Regions from separate parts of the Mus musculus genome. Here all the other regions are linked to region 2. A link is a contact called in public HiChIP or PLAC-seq and Micro-C data. All regions are on one chromosome and are shown on one strand. Each heading gives the region's core, a stretch centred on a gene start, on an enhancer-like site or on the middle of the called end of the contact. The rest is flanking DNA. Distances are from core to core; before and after follow the strand shown.

Region 1 (4,535 bases), core at 1,163-3,662, 540 kb before region 2:
AGAATGCCCAGACCTCAAAAAGGTACAGCCGAACCTCAGTGAAGTGTAGGCCCCAGATGCTCCCCCATCCCCCATTCTTCTTGTGCCTCCATTGAACATCTCTCAAATGCTGGGACAGATCATGTGACTCAACTCAGGGTCCACCCAGGACATCTTCACTTTCCCTTTAGTCTGTTTTCCCTGGGGTCAAAATGGCAGCTGAAGTCCAAGAACGTTCCTGAAAGCCAAAGTAAACAACGGAAGAACTCTTTCTCCAGAACTCCACAGTTGACTTTTCCCATCTATAAAAAGATGTTTCAATTGACAGGAAGTAGTGTTCCTTCTGTCTGACCCATGACTCCAGAGGGAAATTTAGCTTCTTGTCCATCAACACACCAAGATGCCTGGGGAGTCCATCTGCTTGACTTCCTGTGCTTGCCTGTTAATCTTTCTTGGAAACTGGGTACTCCGGTCATGAATGCCATGACATCCTTAGAACTCAGTGACCCTTTTAAGTACCCCAAATCACTAAGCTCTCCCCAGAGGTATCTCTAGTTAGAAATCTTCCTTTAACTAAATCAGACTCAAGGCCCAGACATACTAGCCCATGGTTTTGCTCCTTCCATATACTAGAACTTCAAGAAGAAAAATATGCTTCGGTATTTCATTACTACTTTTTAATTTATTGTGGTGTATTCATTTCCTATTGCAGCAGTAGCAAAATATCACCAATCTACTGACAGCACAAATTCATTCCAGCAGTTCTGGAGGTGAAAACAGCAAGGCAGTCTTTATTTCAATTGGATTTATTGATTTTATTTAATGTGGAGTGTTTTGCCTTCATGTATGTACATGTACCTTGTATGTGCTTGTTACCCTCCAAGGTCTAAATAGGGTATCAGATACCTTGAACTGGGGTTATAGGTGGTTGTGAACCACCATGAAGGTGCTGAGAATCAAACCCAGGTCTTCTACAAGAGCAACAGGTGCTTCTAATTGCAGAGCCATCTCTCTGTCCTCCAATAAAGTGGTATTTATAACGTGACTTGTTCTTTCCAGACAGTAGTGAAAGGGCTTGCTCCTTGACCTTCCCACCTATGGCCACGTCATTTCAAAATGTTTCTATCCATATCTCAGCCTCTTCCTTCTTTGACCTTCTTATCTCCGTTTTATAAATACCATCAGGACCACACTTGGGATCCAAAAGACAATGAGTACAACCTCTGCACCTCAAGGCCATTAACTGAATCATGTTCATCAGGGTCACTTGCCATATGAAGTTACAATTTTGAGTCCTGGGAATAAAGAAACCAATACCTTGGGGTGGAGAACTGGGCAGGGAGGATGGAGTTTCTATTACAGCTTAGTACACATGGCTTTAACTCATTTTGAATAATTGAACCAGTCTATACTCTTTTGAAATTTTGTTTTATATACATGAACAGCACAATATGACAAGATGAGCATTTTAGTTTGGCATCCTGTTTAATTGCTGTTTTGAAACTCTGTACTTTGCCCTGGCTCCTTCAATTCCATTTGCCTTCTAACAGTGACACGGTCCTAGCTATGGCCAGTTAATCAAATTCTCAGAAACCATCTTGTACTAATCAGAACTCTCTGGGTTGTCAGAGTAACCTGTCTTAACTGGCTTAGATGTTTTAAAATTATTGCTTACAGAACTGAAGCTCACAGGCCCTGGGCAGGTTCAGAGATAGATGGAGGCAAACACTCAGTTGCATCCTCAGGGGTTCCTTACCAGCTCCAGTCCCTTGGCTTGCCCTGCCTTCTATGTTGGATTTTCTGTTCTGAGCTGGAAGCTACTAGAAAAATCTGGTATTCTAATGTATCAATGGATTTGGAAGCCTTAGCAGAAGATAAAAATATCTCCTCCCCTGAAGTTCCAACAAGATCACAAGGAGGCTTCTTCTTCACCCACTGGGCAGGGATGGTACCACTTGGATGTGCTGTACTCCTGGAACCAAGAGTGAGCGCCAAGTAAGGTAAAAATCAGCAGATGTGCGTGGGGGTCAAACAAAACCAACACATCTGCTCTGCTCTCAGACCCCAGGCTATATACTCCATGTAGAATGTATAACAGCTATTAGTTTCAGAAGGCCAATATTTCTATTTCTTAAAGCTAGATCCTCCCCTTTATCCTTGAGCTACACAACGCTAATTGGTTCTTTTGGGGTTTTCAGATACCATGGAAATAGAGGGATGATCTTTTCTCAAGCCTAGGACTGGATTTTAAAAGAACTGTTTATTAAAATGACTTGGGTACTCTGGGGGGCGGGGTTAAGAAAACCACAACACAAAAGGCTTGGCCCTGTCTGAAAAGTCTGTCTAAATCTGTTTAACTGGAGGAAGTGGAAGAGATAACAAGGGTCTGGACTGTCAGAAGATAAAAGACAACGATGAAAGTGTGGCGTGTGGCGTGTGGCGTTGGGGCGCTTCTCTCCTTCCCAGCGAAGCACAAAGAGCTGCTTATCTAACAGAGGCGGTTGTTCTGCAAACTCCAGGCTAGATGATAAAAGGCGGCTGATGAACCTTTTCTTCTGTGTCTTCTCAAGTTATTTCCACAGGCTGGTTCTGGGGATTTTCAACTTCAATTTCTCAGCAGAGTGTTCGCTCTTTGCCCGAGATTACATACCTATTCTTTGCCTGGTTTTCGTCTTTATTTTATTTGGAAAAAAATCAATTTGGCTGAGGAACCTCAGAATTGAAAATGGCAGGAGTGGAGCCAGCTCTCTGCCAGACTACCTGCTCTGGAACATGTAACCATGACACTCCATTGAGAGGATCATGACAACTGGTCACTTAGCATAAAACCTAGAGTTCTCCATGCTAATTAGGTATCCAGATAGGCCCTGAGTGTTCAGCCTATGAGCTTCCCTTCCTGGGCATCCCTTCCCACAAAGGTATTTAAACCCCGGTAACCTTAAGTAAGATGTGCTCATTAACATTTGCTATCAAAGAAGACAATTTGGACGAGCAAGGACCACCGCGTCCATCAAGGATCACCGTGGGGGGAGGCCGTTGTGGTAAAGAGCAGCACCTTTATCTCCCAAGAAGGCTTTCTCTCTCCCAGACCCTGCATACGTTCCGCACTCACCCTGAACCAAACTGGGTTCCTCCCAGTTTCTGGGCTCTGCCTTCCCCTTCCAGCCTGGTTCATAAATGCCCTGAGGGGAGACTCAGATCCCCGGAATCTAGTTCCCAGTCTAACCCCCGCAGTGCCTGAGTACACAGGAGACCGGGAACCACAGCAACTTTCCCAGACCCCACTGTTCCCACCCAAGAAAATACAGACTGAGGGCCCCTACTTTGGACTGTGTTCCGCCTCCCCTGAGTGGCTTGCCGATGGGCCAGTGGGCAGTGCTCGGCACCCCAGTGGAAGGCAGACACAGGCATATGTGTCTTTACTTGCATTTAAGGAGGGAATGTGAAGGGGATCTCTTTCGGGTAGGGGTACCAGTGATTGAACCAGGACCTTACATGTAGTGAGCAGATTGTATCCTAGTGCTTAATGATACACTCAGCCCCATAGATCTCATTTTTAATTCACGGAAACTCTTCTTCAATGTTATCATGCTGCTAATTGTTCCTTCCTTATAGCTACTCAAGACCTTCGTGGCAAATGCAAACACCACCGCCCATCTCCCCAAGGCATCTGGTTTTCTTCCTCCAGCCATTTTCCTTTCTGATGACGTCTGTGATGGGTGGATTTGGAGTCTAGGTAAGTTGTTAGCCCTTCGCGCTCCTCAACCCTGGAGACTGGAAAAGCTAACTTGTCAAATTAAGACAAGTCAGAAAGGTACCTTTGTAAAGAAAATCAAAAATTTCTGAAGTTAGAGGGTGGCAGAAGGGGGCAAGAGGAGCCGGTACTGAAGCTTGCCCCTTTGAACATTGCCTTCTGGAACATTCAGGTGCTGTGTTAGTTTCTACACTCTGCTTCAATCATGTGTGACTCCTATATAGAAGAGTTTATATAGGCACCTGCTTTTTAGCTAAGTGGGTTTGACATACAAAATGTTCCCTGGGGGATTGGGAAGTGGGGCTTAGTGGTAGAGCACTTGCCTAGCACTTGATGGGCTGCCTAAATCTCCAGCACTGCGAAATTAATTAATTGATTGATTAACTAATTAATTAAGCAGGTCTTTCCTGTTCCCTGCTGAGAGTCAAGGCAATTTCAAGGATGCGTATTTGTGTGATCTTTCTGGACTCAGCAGTTCATGCTTGCTCTTTAACCACCGATTAAGAGCAATCCCTGGAACTGGTCTAATTGGGTTCCTGCCATCGCTGTCTAACTACATGGGGTGGCCATAGACTGGAATATCCATAATTCTGTGCAATTTGGGGTTCATAAAAACTGTTATTTAAACATAAAAATGCTGTAGCAATGCTGTATCTCCTGCAAGCAAAACCACCTGTTGGAATAAAGGGGCTGGTGTGTATAGACTCTGCATATGGACGTGCACACACAGCAGTATGAACTTGGACTCATTTGCCATTTGATACATTGTTGGCCAATTTTCCCTTGTTCCCTATGCAGAAAC
Region 2 (4,764 bases), core at 321-2,820:
GGACGATCAGGTCATCAATTGATCGAAGCTAGCCTGGGCTACATAAAACTGGAAATACAAGATAAAAGAAAATCTTATATAACTATAGGAATGTGTTTGTATGTGTTTTGAATGAATTTTTATGCAATAAAGGAGATGAGATTTAATCAAAATTCATTTCAAATGCGATGCTTCATGTTGGTGTTCCCAGAACTTGAGAAGCTAAGGCAGGAAGATTGTCAAGAGTTTAAAGCCAGCCTGGACTAATGAGACCTTTGTTTGTTTGTTTGTTTGTTTTTAAAAAAAATTCAAAGTCTTACATTCTGAACATAAAGTATCCCTAGAAGGTCTGAATCGGTGTGAGGTGTTCAGTTTTCTGTTTTGTTTTGTTTTGTTTTATAGTGATGAAAACTTAAATGGCAAATAAAATGTTTTCTCAACTAGTAGTGCTGAGAGACAGTACAGGACCCAGGAGAGCATCTTTGGAAACTTACCACTCAAAAGCAGAATAGTATAGGGATGTTACTGAGAGCCAATTGCTTAGCTCAAAATGCAAGACCAGCCGCCACTTAGAGCTGTGGGTCTTGAGCCAGCTTAACACATGCTAATCCAAAGGTATGTGTTCCGAAGATGAACTATTAAATATCTGCCTCTGCTTTGTTAAATTAGAACCCGAGACGTTTCATAAAAAGCATTTCCCTCCCTTTCCACTCATCATGCGGCATCAGCCTTCTAACTGATGAGGAAATTACACACTTTTATTCATCCGCCGGCGAGCTTGTCATACACTGCAAGAAAGAAGCTGCTTTTTTCGTGGCTTCACCCTTTCCAACTTCAAAATACTGTCACATACTCAGTGGGTTGGAGCTGCCTGCAAAATGACAGCTTACAGGCTCTGGGGCAGGGGAGACGCAGGTGACTCTCCCTCCAGAGACCCTGGAAGGTACACACCGGTCCCAGACGTGCTCAGACACGGGGGCATATGGAGAAATTTTGTGGGGCACCTGAGGAAAGAGGGCAGAGGATGGCGCAGGGCTCCCACCTGGGGAGACCTGGAGAGCAAGGAAGGAGGACGGCGCTGAGGTTCCACCCAGAAGGAGCAGTAGAAAAGGGACAGGGCGGTTCGCGGCTCTGAGACCCTGAAAGAAGTGGAAAGAGGAGCCCAACCTGGGAGAACCCGGCGAGGGAGGGAAGAGGATGCTGCTGGGTCCCACCCAGAAAGAGGGGCGAGAGAGGCGTGGGGTCCCACCCGGGAGGACCGGGACAGAGGAGAGTGAGAGACTGGGGTCTTTCCCAGGAGGATCTGGGAAGAAGGGACAGGGTGGCGCGGGGTCCCGCCCAGGAGGAGGGGACAGGGTGGCGCGGGGGTCCGGTCTCCATGCAGCCCGCCTGAGGCCTCCCTCCCGCTCGCACGCGCTCACCTGAAGGCCGGCTCCTCCTTGGGCGGCCGGGCCTGGGCAGACGCTGCGCCGCCGCCCCTTTTGTTGAAGAGCTTCTGGAGCAGGGTCGGGGCCATGGCGTGCACGCGGCGGCCCGGGCGGGCGGCCACGCTCCGGGACCCGACGGCTCAGCGCGCAGCCCACGGCGGCCGCGGCGGGGCCATGGCGACGGGGGCGCGGCCGCCCGGAGGGGCGCGAGCGCGGGACCGCTGCAGCGGACGGAAGGTGCGGCGCCGCGGCCGCCGGCCGGTCATATGACGGAGCCGGCCCGCCCGGCTGACAGCTCGCTCCCGCGGGAGGAGGAGCGCGGAGAGGGCAGCACGAGGGAGAGGGAGGAGCACGGGAAGAAGAGGAGGGAGAGCATGAGGGAGGGGAGGAGCACGAGGATGGCAGGGAGGGGGGTGCACGAGCGAGGGGGAGGAGCGCCGGGAGGAGGGAGGAGGAGCGTCAGAAGGCAGCACGAGGGACTGGGAGGAGCAAGAGGGACTGGGAGGAGCGCAGGCGATGAAGAGTGGAACGTGTTGGGAGGAATACAAGGGAGTGGGAGAGAGGAGTGGGCGATGGAGGAGGAGCGCCAGGGAAGCGGAGAGTGGAGCCGGGAGAGGCTCGTAGGGAGGAGTGGGGCGGGGCGTGTGGGGGGAGGGGGAGGAGCATAGAGGCCTAACGTCTCCATTGGCCAGCTTTACCCGCCCTGCGCCGACATCACTAGGGGTACGCCCGGAGTTATCACTCGCCGGGCTCTTACTGGGGCTAGAGAGTTGGGCGGGGTGCACGAGTCTTCACACACTTGACCTACTGAGCTCCAGAGCACAACTATGGAGGTTTTTGTTCTTTGGAAAGAAAAGCCCTTGAACTTGGTCCTCATTTTATCGGGTCCAGGACTCCCTAGCAGAAAACGTGGCCTGAGCTGGAGAAGCAACTTTAGTGCCTGACGTTGCTGCTGGGGATTCTGGCCCCTGCTGCATTTGAGGTCCCAGCAAGCAACTGCCGGAACCAGAGTAAATCAGCAGGCTCAATTTTGAATTTACAAACAGTTTATTCAGGTCACCGGGTTTTGTTTTGGTTTTTTTTGTTTTTTGGGGTTTTTTTGGGTTTTTTGGTGTGTTGGTTCCCACTGGTACATAAGTCACACAAAAGCTGTGCATGTACTAAGCCCATATGTGCGTGCGTTAAGCCCACATATACACACAAATGATTGCTTTCCTAGTTCGTGTTCACATTGGGCACATAAAAAAAAAAAAAAAAAACTCAATAGATTCTTTGATTTAGGGAAGCTGAGTGTGTGCTTAGACTCATTTGCCTGTGCTTTCACGCCTCAGACCCCCTGAGAATTTATTGTGCTGTGGTGCAAGACGTTAAAGAACCTGCGGTTATGAAGAGTCTGACCACATTCAAAACAGTTTATTAATCTGTTTTGCGGCCTAGAGCTCTAACGTGGTTCAGATGGTAGGTAGTAGAGCTAGAGTTAGTTACTTTTGAGTTCCACTCTGACTCCAGCAAATTTGAGGACGGTGAACAAATGACCCACCAAGATTTCTTAGACTTGATCAAAGGAAAGTTAAGGATGGAGAAACATGGCTCAGCAGTTACAAACATAAGCTGCGTTTGCACGGGACTGGAGATCTCTTCCCAGCAAGTGGATCAGAAAGCTCACAACCAAGTCCAACTCCAGGTCAGAAGTCGTCCTCCCCCTTTTGGTGCCCAAGGGCACTGCACTCAGAGGCACAAAGTTACACAATGCGCGCGCATGCACACACACACACACACACACACACACACACAGAGAGAGAGAGAGAGCGCTAAAAAGCAAAACAAGCAAACAAAAAAAGAGGACATTTAGACGTTTAAAAGCAAACATATTTCACAAATATAAGTAATCAAAAGAGGGGGTGGGGCATAGCTCTAATCTGCTCAAGGCCCCCAATCCAGAGGTTGCTTCCTGGTTTCTTAGTCCGGGTCTCTAGCACTGCCACATGGCTCTGTATGTGAAGAGGAACAGGGATATTGTGAATGCTTAGAGATGACAGGATAACAATGAAATGAAATGAAAACTGGGACTTGTGAGGGCTGTCTTCCACAAGCCGATCTATCAGTTCCTGTGACTTGTTTCCATATATGCATGCTCTGTAGTCTGTTTTAGTTTGATTTCTGTTATATTATCATAAATACTGCTTGTGACCTGCTGAAACCTGGTTCTCCTTCCTGAAGAAGCTAGAAGAAAAGCAGTTAGGAGTCGTTTCTTCCCTCCTAACTGAGATATAATTATTAATATTTAATATCTGGATATAATGTTACCACTATCTTGATAGAAGCTTGAAGATGAAACCAGGACAAGACATGGTGAAGACAGAGCCTTTAAGAGAATTTCATTTTTAAAAAATTTTTCTCTATTGCTTATCATATCATGAAGAAATTTGTATTTCAACTCCTAGTCTGCCAGAGAAAATACTCAACACCAATGATCTCATTCCAGTTTTGTTGTTGTTGGGGATTTAACCTAGGGCAAACTACTCTGTTCTCATGTGATTTGTGTGATATATATATATATATATATATATACATATATATATATATATATATATTAGATAAGTATAGTGTATATGTGTGTGTGCATGTATATACATACACACACACACACATATGTAAATATAAAACAGGCAGGTGCTACCCACCTGGTTTACCCAGTGCTGAGCTTTGGGTATGTTAGACAACATGAGCTGCATACCCAGCCCAGTCTACTTTTTTCTAGTATTTCAGAATGTTTCTTTTTTTTTAATATTTTTTATTACATATTTTCCTCAATTACATTTCCAATGCTATCCCAAAAGTCCCCCATACCCTCCACCCCACTTCCCTAACCACCCACTCCCACTTCTTGGCCCTGGCGTTCCCCTGTACTGGGGCATATAAAGTTTGTGTGTCCAATGGGCCTCTCTTTCCAGTGATGTCCGACTAGGCCATCTTTTGATACATATGCAGCTAGAGTCAAGAGCTCCGGGGTACTGGTTAGTTCATAATGTTGTTTCACCTATAGGGTTGCAGATCCCTTTAGCTCCTTGGATACTTTCTCTAGCTCCTCCATTGGGAGCCCTGTGATCCATCCAATAGCTGACTGTGAGCACCCACTTCTGTGTTTGCTAGGCCCGGGCATAGTCTCACAAGAGACAGCTACATCTGGGTCCTTTCGATAAAATCTTGCTAGTGTATGCAATGGTGTCAGCGTTTGGAAGCTGATTATGGGGTGGATCCCTGGATATGGCAGTCTCTAGATGGTCCATCCTTTCGTCTCAGCTCCAAACTTTGTCTCTGTAACTCCTTCCATGGGTGTTTTGTTCCCAATTCTAAG
Region 3 (4,480 bases), core at 59-2,558, 580 kb before region 2:
TGAGGCCAGCCTGGTCTACAGAGTGAATTCCAGGACAGCCAGGGCTACACAGAGAAACCCTGTCTCGAAAAACCAAAAAAAAAAAAAAAAAAAAAAGATTACTGCCCTGCTGTGAATAAACACGATCCTACCTAAAGTCAGACCAAGCCTCTCTCTGCACCTCCCATTTCTCTACAGCTTTCTTAAATAATCTAACAGTGAAAATAGGGGATTTTCTTTACATTTCACTCACAGGACACTTTACTTTCTTGTACCTGTTCTATTTCTGAGGCAACTTACAAGGCACAGGAGGCGCAGGAAAGAGACAGGAGCCTGACCTTCAACAGACCAGAATGTGTTTATTGGCTCACATAGGTAGAGTAAGACTGTCGCAGGAGGTTGAAGAGTCCGCCAGAGAAAAAGGATGGCTACAACCCTTTATACGAGCAAGTGAGGGTCTAAGGAATGTGGAAACCGTTGCCCCTGTTAGACCTCATGTCTCTCCTGTAGCCTCTCCTTTATTTGCTAAAAGCTAGATTGGCTGACCCAATAGACACCCCTTTCTTGATCTTGGAGGCACTTGGTCAACATCTGCACCCCAAATTCTGCTCAGATTGAAATCGGCACTCCCTCGGTACCCTTGAACCCAGATATATATAATTGGACTTGAACTGGATAGGAAATGTCAATGCTTAATGGTCAGTTGGGGGGGGGGAGCTTATTTTGTTGTTCAGAGTAAGGTGTGTGTACCTTGATGCAAATGGTGGGGTCCTAGGTTGCTAGCTGCACAAGAAGAGTTTGTGTCTAGTCTGCCAAGAACAGTTAGAAGCCCAAGTTAGTGTGTGAAGCCCAAACCAAAGGGAGTCCCAGTTGCTAGGCTAGTCTATGCTTGCCTGACTCACCTTTATGGTCCCTCCCTTTTTCTGCATCCCTTTCACTTGAAGCTACACATCGATCCCTCCAGCAATGTCTCTCAAACTTCTTTAATGATTTGTGGGGACTACATCCCTCAAGCATGGCATTTTCCACTTGAAGTGTTTGCTCTGGTACCTGCCCTTTCAGATTTCCTGCCCCTGTGGTTGGATGCAATTGTTGTCATTTGTTCTGCTCAGCAGACTTGGGAACCGTGCATGCTAACTACCCAGCCACCCTGCAGAGGAAATAGGGTGTGGGTCCTCAGAGGGGAAAGGAAATAATACAAAGACTTGTTCACAAAACTCAAATATGAATTCCCTCCTTGGAAACAAGGAAAGCAGCCAGACTGACCTGGGTGGAGTCACAGGAAAATGGAACAGCTATTTATAACACAAATGCTTGACATTGAATGGAGCTGCAAGTGAAGACCAAAGTTGGGGGGATGGGAGGACAACTGTGGGTGCAATTGTCTCCAGTTACATAGGTATGCACTGAGGCAAAACTACTCAGAAATAGCTTCCCACAATCTAATCAACTTCGGTTGCCATAGAAATGTTTGCAGCTACAGCACTGAGATCTCAACCCAATTGTGTTGTGATTAGTCAAGATGAAAATGAAGCCGCTTTCAATCCCAAACCCTTGATTTTCATCCCTGCTGCGGGTACCAGTTGTACCCTTCCTCCACAAAGCACATTAAACAATTTCAGGCCTAGATGCTACAAGGTATTGTGTCCCTTCCCAGTTGTATTAGTTCCCTTTGTGTTGGTGTGACCAAGATGCCTGAGACAACAACTCATACTAGGAAAACATAGTTTGCCTCACAGATTTAAAGTGATGCTCCAGCATAGCAGGAAAGGAACTGTAGACTCCAGGACACAGGGATCATAAAAGAAAGACAAAGACACATCCAAGCAAACTCCTTCCTCAAACAAGGCCCACCCCCTACCTTTTACCACCTTCCAATATTGCCATCATGTTATGAATACTTGGAAGGATTAATTCACTAATTAGTGCTGAGAACCCCATGATCTAACTGTCTCTGGAATTGCCACTGCAGACACACCCAAGGGTGTGCTTCACTAATCTAGGCATTTTTCAACTAGTTGATTTGGTAATTAATTAACTACTACACAGCCCTACCAAAAAAAGTGAAAGAAAACCAAGGCACATCAACACAACCACAGGAATGCTACCTATCCTCACATGTATCAACCCCACCTTAAATGTCTTCAAATTCCTGTCTTCAAACATAATTCCCTAACTAAGGAAGAAAAAAAAAAAAAACTCACAGAACACAAGCAATTTGACAGAGACCTGCCTCATAGTTTTTAACTAAGTTGCAAGTCTGTCCTATCCACACAAATCGTTACCATCATAGCTTGTGATAGATAGAGAGGCCTCAATGGTTAAGTGGGACACACACACACACACACACACATACACGACATGGAGGGATGGGGGGATGGGCCCAACATAGGATTAGGTGGCACCTGATGAAAATCTAAAAGAAAAAGAATAATTGGTATATCTCTAGAGGTCAGTAATGCCCAGAGAAGAGAGAGAATCAAACTCCACACAGTGTAATGAACATGTCCCATTTGCCGGGGACTCTGCAGGATGAAATAAAACAGGAGCTAGGTTGGGATCCAGGAGTAGAAACTTCTCATCGACCCAGTTTGAGGTAGTAGCGATCGATGCACTGTTAGCATGAGGAAGGGCTTCAGGTGTTTTCCCAACTTGACTGACTGTCATGGTCCTCTCAGTGGGGTGTTGTGGTTACATGTTCCAGAACAGATAGTTTAGCGGAGAGCTGGCCCTGGGCCTGTCATACTCAATTCTGAGTTTCACTGGGTTTGGGCTTATTCAACCTCACCAGATTTTCTGTCTGATGTCATGGTTCACATGCCCCACAATCCATCAGAGTCATATAATTCTGGAAAAGTCTCAAAATGTACTAATCTTGCTTTTTAGCTTCTGTAGTTCTACTTCTGTCTGCTCTTGCTAACTGAAGTGTGTCAGCCCAGAACATGGTTTTTTTGTCCTTAAAAGCTCACCTTGAAAAGGGTTCAAGGCTGAGATTTCAAACACCCAGTGTAGTTAATGGCTGGCTAGTAAAGACTTTCTATTGGCATAAACCCATGTCCAAGCAGTCTTGACTGGTGAATACCCTTAACGCTGGGTGTCATGGTTTGTATATTCTTGGACCAGGAAGTGGCACCATTTGGAGGTGTGGCCTTGTTGGACTAGGTGTGACCTGGTAGGTGTGTCATTGTGGGTGTGGGCTTAAGACCCTCACCATAGTTGTCTGGAAGTCAGTCTTCCACTAGCAGCCTTTGGATGAAGGTGTAGAACTCTCAGCTCTGCCTGTGCCATGCCTGCCTGGATAGTGCCATGCAACCACCTTGATGATAATGGACTGAACCTCTGAACCTGTAAGCCAGCACCAATTAAATATTGTTTTTTATAAGACTTGCCTTGGTCATGGTATCTATTCATAGCAGTAAAACCCTAACTAAGACACTGGGTCATATAATAAGTGTCATTTTGTACTTGAAGTACCCCCTTTATTGACTTCTATGATGGCCTGACTATATTACATTCCCACCAACAGTCTGTAAATATGCCCATTTGTCCAAATCTTCAATAGCATTTATGGCCATTTGTTTTCTTGATGGCGATTGGGATAAGATGTAATCTCAGTGTAGTGTTCATTGTCATTTTTATATGATGGCTACTGACCACTTTTTCATATGTTTACTGGCCATTTCCATCTGTTCATTTCATTTGTCTATTTATTGATTGGGTTGCTTATTTCTTGTTGAGTTCCTTCTGTATCCTATCGATATTAAATCTGTCAGATGTACAGCTAGCAGAGAGTTTTCTTCCACTCTGTAGACTGTATCCTTACTGAATTGAGTGTTTCCTTTGCTATCTAAAAGATTTCTAATTTTACTATTTGTCAGTTGTTAGAGATGATTCATGAGTCATTGGTGTCCTATGAAGGAAGTTCTTATCTATGCCTATATATCGAAGAGTTTTTATTCCTCTTTCCTCTAATAGCTCCAGAGTTTCAGATCTTCCATTTTGAATGTTGGTCAATTTGGTGTTGATTTTTTATGCAGGTTGAAAGATGATAAGAATCTACAGTCATTCTTCTTTTTGTAAACATTCAAGTTTCTCAGGAGACTGTCCAGGGTTAGCAGGAAGGTTTAGCAGGTAAGTCCTTACTTTTACCTGTCAACTTGAGTACAATCCCTTGGACCCACATAAGGATGAAAGGAGAGAAGTGGATTTACAAAGTTGTTCTCTGAGCATCACATATACACTTTGGTATGCATGCCCAACACACACACTCACACACACACACTCACACACACACTCACACATACTCACACACACACTCACACACACTCACACTCACACACACTCGCACACACACTCACACACACACTCACACACACATACACATACACACTCACACACACTCACACACACACACTCACTCACACACTCACACACACACACACACACACTCACTCACTCACTCACTCACACTCACACATACACACACACTCACACACACTCA

What was found. A called contact is a pair of places that touch in the nucleus more often than the background predicts. HiChIP or PLAC-seq counts read pairs in DNA pulled down with a chosen protein or histone mark.
Region 1: a Micro-C map of the G1E-ER4 cell line shows a contact between it and region 2, with 3 times the contacts expected there. The contact joins the enhancer-like site here to the promoter of Fnip2 in region 2. A contact is called at or near these places in 4 of 39 promoter capture datasets (the HPC-7 cell line, cranial neural crest, embryonic stem cells and 1 more), 3 of 484 Hi-C or Micro-C datasets (all in the G1E-ER4 cell line) and 1 of 115 datasets of contacts at active chromatin or transcription factors (stem cell-derived neural progenitor cells).
Region 3: a contact with region 2 is called in a FOXA1 HiChIP or PLAC-seq map of pancreatic cancer cells. The contact joins the enhancer-like site here to the promoter of Fnip2 in region 2. A contact is called at or near these places in 8 of 39 promoter capture datasets (the C10 cell line, cranial neural crest, embryonic stem cells and 5 more), 3 of 115 datasets of contacts at active chromatin or transcription factors (embryonic basal ganglia, embryonic forebrain and pancreatic cancer cells) and 1 of 9 other capture datasets (embryonic stem cells).

What each region holds. Positions count from the first base shown.
Region 1 is chr3:79,025,904-79,030,438 of GRCm38.p6, forward strand. No RefSeq gene overlaps it. Among named protein-coding and RNA genes, the nearest start is that of Gm52609, 28 kb to the right of the region's middle. Within about 2 kb of position 2,413, at least 24 of the 459 cell types and tissues checked have an H3K27ac peak or open chromatin away from gene starts, as enhancers often do. A contact at or near this core is called in the G1E-ER4 cell line and the HPC-7 cell line, where this site is marked.
Region 2 is chr3:79,566,109-79,570,872 of GRCm38.p6, forward strand. It overlaps Fnip2 (folliculin interacting protein 2), which reads right to left and starts at 1,571. Exons shown (of 17, transcript NM_001162999.2): 1 at 1,401-1,571. The coding sequence starts at 1,495. 4930589L23Rik (RIKEN cDNA 4930589L23 gene) reads left to right here and starts at 2,084. Exons shown (of 2, transcript NR_152118.1): 1 at 2,084-3,090.
Region 3 is chr3:78,987,058-78,991,537 of GRCm38.p6, forward strand. No RefSeq gene overlaps it. Among named protein-coding and RNA genes, the nearest start is that of Gm23440, 9.4 kb to the left of the region's middle. Within about 2 kb of position 1,309, at least 13 of the 459 cell types and tissues checked have an H3K27ac peak or open chromatin away from gene starts, as enhancers often do. A contact at or near this core is called in pancreatic cancer cells, where this site is marked.